2 separate regions of the Mus musculus genome follow, and region 2 is linked to region 1. The links are chromatin contacts, called in public promoter capture Hi-C maps. All regions are on one chromosome and are shown on one strand. The core of a region is the stretch at or near the end of the contact, and the rest is flanking DNA. Distances in the headings are between cores, read along the strand shown. Region 1 has its middle 20 kb from the start of Mepe. Region 2 holds the start of Gbp6 (guanylate binding protein 6).

Region 1 (4,277 bases), core at 984-3,483:
GTGTGCATATGAGCATGCATGTGAGTACACACTCAGGTCTTCACCTCACTGCATATTATTCTTTGAGACAGATTCTCTCTCATTGGATCTAGAACTCACTGATCATGTTACGGTCATTGCCTAATGAACTCTGAAGCTCCATATATCCCCACTTCCTTTCTTCTGGGATCACAGACATATAGTGTCATGCATGTCTTTTTATTTAAATGCTAGGAATCTGATCCCAGGTTCTCGAAGTTGCACAGTGTGCTCTTTACCAATGGAAACATCTTCCCAGGATCCTTGCATTCAGTTAAACTTCTGTTTTGTGGTGTTTTCAGTGGAATCAATGATAGGTAGGGATAGAAGCCTAGGCTCCCTGTCAGCACTCCCTTGGCATCCATGTATAGTCATGTGTGTGATTGTGGAGTGAGCTGCTCATTACTCCAGGCCGTGCTGGCATTCCCAGCTCCCAGCACAGTCCCCACTGGCACCATGAATAGGTGATATCATTACTTTGGAGCAGTGGTCATAGCCCTGATTCTCCACTGGCCCTCCTATTGCAACGGGGCCTTGCGAGAGTTGGTAGAGTCCAGACTTCCCACATGTCCTCCACTGATGCCACACAGCCAGCTCTTTGGCTGGGATGAGAGTCTTGGCCATTTCCTTAGCAGTTTGGCAGAATCTAGGTGCTGGTGGCCATGGAGTTGGAATACCTGTATGGATTCTTAAGGGTGGAAAGTCTAGACTTCCCTCAGTGTTGGCCTGCATAGGTGGGGTCCCTTCCTTCTGTGGTGCTGTGGTGTCTGGCTGCAGGAGGATGGTTATTGCCTAAAGTTTCCAGTCCTGCCCCTGCTGTCCCTTTCCTGTTTCCTTGGGTGATGGGTGTAAGAAATTTGCTGGCTTTTCAGTTTTATTTTTGTCTGTACTTTCTAACACATTAGCCAATGACATAGCTTCAAATGTGGGATACATAAGGGAAAGAAGAAAACTCGGATATCTACCACCTGTCACTCTTTGGACCTTAAGCTTCTGGACAATAATTCCATTTACTTTCATGGTGTTGGGTTTTTTGTTTGTTTGAAATATGTCTAGGTATTTTAGTCACAATTCCTAAGAAGTTAATGGAATAGGACCCCTTCTTTCCCACAAGTAAAGGTAGTCTATAGGTCCTTAAGTCTCAAGTAATCACATGTTAATATTATTTTGGAGATAGTCTGATTTTATTATTTGGTTATAGGACTGGTGATACAGACTTAGGCAGTGTTGTGAGTTCAGATTGTAGACCTACTCTCTCTCTCAAAACAATAACAGAGACCTACTTATAGTTAGCTGCACTCAAAAGATACTGATGGATGGATTAGCTTCAGCCAACAGGTAAGCCAACATCAATGTGCTATATGGCACTGCCCCATTTGGTCCCTATATGTTAAAGATTTTTACAAACAACTGAGATAAACAGTAGAGAAACAACTGCATATTGATAGGTAGGAATGATAGTTAATATATAGGATCACAAAATTAGAGCTCAAAACCACTGGGATGAAACAGCAGTAGCAAATCCAACCATTTTCTTTTGCTTCCGAGAGTGTGTGATATCCCATGACCTCAGGATAGAGCCAGTAAATGTGAAGAGCAAGCAAATGTGAAGAAACGTTATATCATGCTAGACGTGGCTTCAAACTTTCTCTGTCCTTACTTCATGTTTGGCGTAATGGTTTCTCTGCACAGAGGGAACCATAACCTAACTTGCTATCCTAACAGACTGCAGCCAACTCTTGCAGCAATACAGTCATAGCTGCTGAACTCAAAGGAGAGCCAGACAGCCGTTCATGCCAGGTTAAACACAGCTGGTCACCGCAGCTGGGCTAAATTAACATCATCTCTACTTCCTGCAGGTCACTTCCTTTTCACTTATAAAGCCAACCAGCACATGTTGTGTGTGGGGCCTTTCAAACCATTTCTGAGTTGCCACGGCCTGATCCCAAAGCTGCAAATAAAACCAGCTAAGATTAGCAAGGTTGGGTTTGCCTTAATTTTCTCTTTTGAAAGAGATTGGTCATTTTAAAATTAGAAATTAAGTAGAATTAAGAGAAGCTGGTATTAGTTCAAACTGAATTTAAGGCCTTGGCACAGGCATCAAAACATAGACTTGTAGCTGTCAAGAAATCAGGGGCTGCAGTGGCTCAGAGCAAGAATTCTACTGCAGGGGTCCTGAGTTTGGTTCCCAGGACCCACGTGGGTGGCTTACAGCACCCTCTTTTGGACACAACAGGCAAATGCACTCCTACTTACAGAGACCTTCTCCCCATAGACACATAACTTAAATAAAAATACATTTAAAAAAGCTTAATGCAATTCAGGATTATTAATATGAGTGGCCAAAATAAAGGAAGTAACCGTCACACCGTGTGCGGCCAAATATTTAGATCACTGCGCTTGTACACCTGGAGATGACAAGTGTATTTGAAGGTCACATGAGAAGTGACAGAAACTTGTTTAAGTGAATGAGGAGAAGGAAAGAAAACTGATGACACACATGGAAAGATAATGAGTCACTCCACGCAGTGCCACACATGCGCAGTGACACACTTGCACAGAGCCACACGTCCAGACATCTCTGTAGAAATACGCATGTGGGCTGGAGAGATGGCTCAGCCTCTAAGAGCACTGGCTGCAGTTCCTGAGGACCCAGAATGCACAAAGTGGCTCACAATCACCTATAACTCTAGTTTCAAGGGACCTGGTGCTCTCTTCTAACATCCACGGCTTCTGCACACAGGTGGTACACTATATACACTAGGGTACACTTTGTATACACACACACACACACACACACACACATATATATATGTGTGTGTGTGTGTGTGTGTGCATAAATAAATAATTTGTATAGTATAATATGTAATGTATTATATATAAATAATTAAATAAATATTTTAAAAGAATAAGTATGAAAATAGAAGAATTAGGAGCAATTGGGGATAGAAAAAAAGTGCTTAGGACCAGATGACTCTCAGGTTCCTTTAAAGAGCCTACGTATCTCTAAGGACTGAACTGTAAGGAGGAAGGAACCATGGTGATAGGGTGTGGTGGTGATAGGTGTGGGGATGGGGTGTGGTAGAGGCAGCCAGCATCCCCAAACTGAGCATGGCTGGTGGGGTTTTAATAAGATCCAGATATGAGTAAGAAAGAAGAGATATTTTCAATTAAAATAAATTCCATCATTTATATAAGGAAACAGAAGTGTGGGGTTTCCTAAGGAAAGGCACACAGAGGAAAACTGGATGAAATTTCAGCGCTTGTTATTCTAACCCAAGAGCTCTTGTTTCTGATCGTGGAGTTCAAAGACAATGGAATTTGGAAATTATAAGGAGAGGCATCGGCTTCCATTTTATTTATTTAAAGTTCATGCATGTGTGCTATATTTTATATTGTTCCTCATCGCCTCTTCTCTGTGCCCCCTCAAATTCATGACCTCTCTCTCTCTCCTTCTCCCTCTCTCTCTCCCTCCCTCTCTATATAGATAGATATTATATATCACATATATAATATAATTATATTTCTGACTACTTTTTAGAACCTAAAAGTGACCCCCCCCCTATACTTACCTCAATGCCCACAGGTAAGTGTAAGCTCTCACCCTCATCAAAGAACTTCTTTTTAGCACCAGACAGAGACCACTACAGAGGTCCAGAGTCCAAGCACAGAGAACAGCTGACAGACTGTGGAGTGCCCAGCCCCAGCCCGCACATCTACAACACAACCCTACACCCAATGCCCAGAGAACACGGTGGAAGAAGACCAGGAATTCCGTCGTGGGACTGTGACATCTGCACCTGATTGGAAAGCTACGGCCAGGAAACTGCAACAGTATGGCAGCCTAAACAAACCATGAACAACGGCAGCACCAGCGGACATGCCGACATGGAAGGGGGACATCACACGACCCAACCCTTAGATGAAGAGTTACAGCAACCAAGGAACAACCGAGGGAGGGAGAACCAGTATCTGGGGATGCATGTGCTTAAAGTTTTAAAAACGAATTTTCTATAGTGAGATAATTTCCAGATTTAATTGAAAATGAGAATAAAACTCTCAGTGTATTTCAAAACACTTGTTGAGAAGTGAGTGTTTGCCACCTCCTGATCAATCCCTGGCTGTCAGCTTTAGAGCTCTTTGGAACTGTTCTCGGGGCAGCTGCACACTGCCATCGCCTGGACACCGACCCTAATTATAGATCCCTAGCATGACCAAGGAATCAGAAGCTTATTGTGGGAGCACGGAAGGCTTGGGGT
Region 2 (4,277 bases), core at 991-3,490, 950 kb before region 1:
GCTTGAGCACACACACACGTGCACACACAAATACACACACACACAGCGTCTCTCTCTCTCTTTCAATATAATAGAGGCAGCCTCCCTCCTGCTGTTCCTTGCAATCCTGTCTCAGCAGTGCCACTCAACTGACAGAAGTTGGACACATCCCTGCTTTGCTCCAGACCAGGGACTCCTCTGGCCTTCTTGGAATTCAAGAACCTGCTGACATGAACTTCTTCCCAGTCCTGGTGTGGACTCTGTGAGCGTTCTACCTGGGCCTGCAGATGGGTGGCCGTGCTGACACATCAGATGAATAGCCAGAGTTCACTGAAGTTGAAACAAGGTAAGAGTTTATCTCCATGCCACTGACCTGCTCCTTTGTCCCTTCATCACTCTGAGCTCTGCACCTAATGTCTAGGAGAATAAATTAAGGACCTTGAAGCTAGGTGCCTGGATATGGCCCAGTCTGATGAGTTAGAATGCCGGGTCTAGTCTCTACAGCACACTAGGCCAAGGCAGTTCCATGTGGAAGAGGTTTTATTGTAAGGGAGAGACAAGGTAGTGGCAGAAAGAGAAGGGTGAGAGAGAGTGAGGAAGGGGCGTTCTCCTCATTTATATGGAAAATGATGTAACACAGGTGAGTCAAGTGGATGTTGGGAATATGGTGCCTGTTGTCTTGGCAACCAGTCAGAAGGTAGCAGGTCATGCTGTCGCCTATGTGATGTCACAGGTTTGGGATGTCCTGATGCCAACACCGCCTCTAAGGGGTACTCCCTTGTTTAATCCTTCCTGTGAAATCACAATGGATCACTCTACAGCTCCCCCCTGCTTTGTGTTTCATCCTTTACAAATGGTGTTCAATCTCCCATCAGGGACAAAGTTCAGACCCCAGTCTGCCTCCCTAAGGGCTCAGAAATTAAAGCTTTCATTTTTCAGCTTCCATCTCTGAAGTTTTCTTAGCTTCTATATTGAACACAACTCCTACTTACTATTCTTTAATTGCTTCTTTTAAAATCAGGTTTTAAAATTGACTGTTGTGTTTTATGAAAAGAAAAAGAAGTCAGGTATATGTTTGGTGGCTGTCTGGTGTCTTAGTTAGGGTTTTACTGCTGTGAACAGACACCATGACCAAGGCAAGTCTTATAAAAAAACAACATTTAATTGGGGCTGGGTTACAGGTTCAGAGGTTCAGTCCATTATCATCAAGGTGGGAGCATGGCAGCATCCAGGCAGGCGTGGCACAGGCAGAGATGAGAGTTCTATGTCTTCATCCAAAGGCTGCTAGTGGAAGACTGACTTCCAGGCAACTAGAGTGAGGATCTTAAGCCCACAACCACAGTGACACACCTATTCCAACCAGGTCACACCTATTCCAACAAGGCCACATCTCCAAATGGTGCCACCCTCTGGTCCAAGAATATACAAACGTCATACCTGGTATGTTGAGGTGAAAAGGGGTACCTCTGAGGGCCAGTGTTGAAGCATTACCTTCTTCCTGAGGTACCAGCCACACAATTGTATAGTATAGAATACAGTTTATTTAAGACATGGAGAGGGGAGTTGAGGGGTTAGTAGAGACAAAGAAAGAGGGATAGAGAGGGGAGGAAGGAGGAGGAGGGACAGAGAAGAAAGAGGGTAAAAAAGGAAGAGAGGACAATTGAGCAAGAGAGGGGGGTATGTGAGGGTACAAGCAGCCCCTTTTATAGTGAGTCATGCCCACCTGGCTGTTGCCAGGTAATTGTGGGGCAGCCCAGAAGAAATGGCAACAGGGATGGTTCCTGCTTTAGAAAACACATGTTTAAAACATTAAACATGTTTGATCAGAAAGCACTGGGAATTTCCCCTGAGAGAAGCACACTTGCAATACTCCCGGATTTTGTAATTTCCACTGATGGCTGCCTGGGTTTTACTGTGCTTTATCTGTGCCAAGAAGGCTGGAGGAAACTGGAAATGGGTTCCAAGGAAAGAGAAGGTAAACAGATTCCACAGTGGAGGCCTGCTGTCCCTTGGCTGCAACAGAGTATCACACTGGCTTTTCGGGATAGACAGGAACCTCTGACCTCCCTTTCCAGTCTTGGCCAAGTTAACATGGCCTATTTTATTTTACTTTCAGTTTTGTTTCTGCTGCAGCATGTGATTTCTTTTAACTCCTTCTCTCTCTCTCTCTCTCTCTCTCTCTCTCTCTCTCTCTCTCTCTCTCTCTCTGTGTGTGTGTGTGTGGTCAGCTTACATAAAAGAGGAGCAAAGAGAGCAGGAGGGAGGAGAGCAGAAGGGAGCCTGAGGAGGCAGCAGCAGCTGAGAACTGCACTTGGACCTGTGCTGTGGGACCAGGTATATTTACTTTTCCTTTCTTTAAGGAGCAACTTAGTCTGGACCTCAGCTTGATTTCCAAGTCAAAGGGGCAACTGAGGGAGGGGGAAGGGAGGCAGATTATGAGCTCTCTGGTCTGCAGGGGGCTGTGGCTGGCTTTAGGTCTAGGAGGTCAGTTTCTTTCCTCTGATAAAGGACAGATACAAAGTGGCAGCCTGACACTGCTGGCTGCCCTGCTCTGTTAGACAAACTATGGGAAGAGCCCTGGTCCTGCCTCAGCTGGGACCACAACAGCTCCTGCCCTGGTTCACAGGCAACTGTAGGCAGAGGAAAGTCTCTGTGGAGGAACCGTGTGAGGAAAACTCAGCACAAGAGCTTGGCAAACATCTATCTGGAAATAACTTAGTTCCTACCTCACTGACTTTGAATTAAGTGTAAGAAGATAATCCAGTTCTATATTGATGTTTATGTTGTATGTGAGATGTAGAGATTACGTAGTGCTATGTGCATTTTGTTTGGGCTGCTAGTCTTATTTCATACATGGAACTAAGCTGCAGAGAGCCTGGTTTCTGGAGTTAAGTGACGTCACCTGTATCTAACTTCTGGAGATTCTGCACATTCTCCTTCCTTGGCATAATGTCCTCATGCTCATCTGGGACTGAGGGCAGGGCAGGGGAGGCAGGTTATGTGTTGTCTGACCTGTAGGAGTCTGTGTCTAGCCTAAGTCTATTAAGGTCTACAAAGTTGTGTACAGTAGTTAATTTTATTCCCTTCTTTGGCTGAATAATATTCTATTGTGCACATTGTCAGACTGTGTTAATGTATGCATCTGTTGGTGATCTGTTGGTGGGAGTCTGGGCTGTCTCCACAATGTGGGTATTGTGAACACAGCTGCCATGATCACTACAGCTCAAAGGTCCATCCAAGTCCTTCTTTGCTATTTTGTTTGTGTTGTAATCAAAGAAGAGCTGTTAGATCAGACATAAGTATTGATTTTCTCAAAAGCGAGGACTGTTTCCCATGAGGTAATATTCTGTATTCTTAGCCACAGAGTACAGACACCTGAGTTGTCTAAATTCTGGGTTACATGGATTTGTTTTTGCTTTGTGTGGTAGCTGTCCTTGTGTGTATGGTTTGATTGGCACTTCCTCAATATTTGTCAAAGACATGTTATAAGAAACAATGGGTCTATAGAATTGTTGTGCAACAAAAACAAGTAGTTCTTAAAAATAACAGCATTCATGCTTAAACTGTAAACATCAGCAAAACTAAGTAAACAATTTCAAATAAATATGTATGTTAACCCAAAGCAAGCTTCAGCCTCAGTAAGCTCTAAGAAGCCAAATCACACATGATCATGTGACTCTAGACTCTTACACCATGTCCCTCAGCATGGCAAAACAGAAATAGTGTAACGGAAAGTTTCTTCATTTTGCATCCATGTTTCCCTAATAAAACCTGATTGCCATTCTGTCCTGGGAACAGAGACACTTCACCTTTCACTCTGGTACATCCCAATTTGGACATTACATCTTTTTCAAGTAAGTTTATTTAAAAATTTTATAGTTTTCTCATACAAGGTGATTTGCAATATTGAGTACTATCTTGTGTGCTCATGGACATTTGTAAGCCTTCTCTGAAGAAATTTCAACCCAGTGCTTTTCTCAGTTTAGAACTGAGGTGTCTGTGATGAATTGTAGAGCCACTTTGTTTCAGATAGTAACCCTTTATCACACATGTGATTTACTACAGGTCTTCGTCACCCATTCTTGGGTTGCCTTTTTACACGCTGTATAGAATGCTCTGGTGCACGAATTTCTTAACTTTACAGAGTGGATTTTTTTCTATTTATTTGCTCATGTTGAGATTTTGTTTTCATGTTCAAGAAATAATCCCTACTTGAAACACAAGTTAGGTAAGACTGAAACCAGGTTAGCCCCAGGTTAGCCTGCTGTAGTTAAGGTCTGCATTGCTTCCTGCAGTCA

Evidence for each region. Promoter capture Hi-C pulls out the DNA fragments that hold promoters and counts their contacts.
Region 2: a contact with region 1 is called in a promoter capture Hi-C map of 3T3-L1-derived adipocytes, with 6 times the contacts expected there. The contact joins the promoter of Gbp6 here to the enhancer-like site in region 1. A contact is called at or near these places in 8 of 39 promoter capture datasets (the 3T3-L1 cell line, 3T3-L1-derived adipocytes, the C10 cell line and 4 more) and 2 of 9 other capture datasets (embryonic stem cells and liver).

What each region holds. Positions count from the first base shown.
Region 1 is chr5:104,342,982-104,347,258 of GRCm38.p6, reverse strand. No RefSeq gene overlaps it. Among named protein-coding and RNA genes, the nearest start is that of Mepe, 20 kb to the right of the region's middle. Within about 2 kb of position 2,233, at least 30 of the 459 cell types and tissues checked have an H3K27ac peak or open chromatin away from gene starts, as enhancers often do. A contact at or near this core is called in 3T3-L1-derived adipocytes, where this site is marked.
Region 2 is chr5:105,291,662-105,295,938 of GRCm38.p6, reverse strand. It overlaps Gbp6 (guanylate binding protein 6), which reads left to right and starts at 2,240. Exons shown (of 11, transcript NM_194336.2): 1 at 2,240-2,313.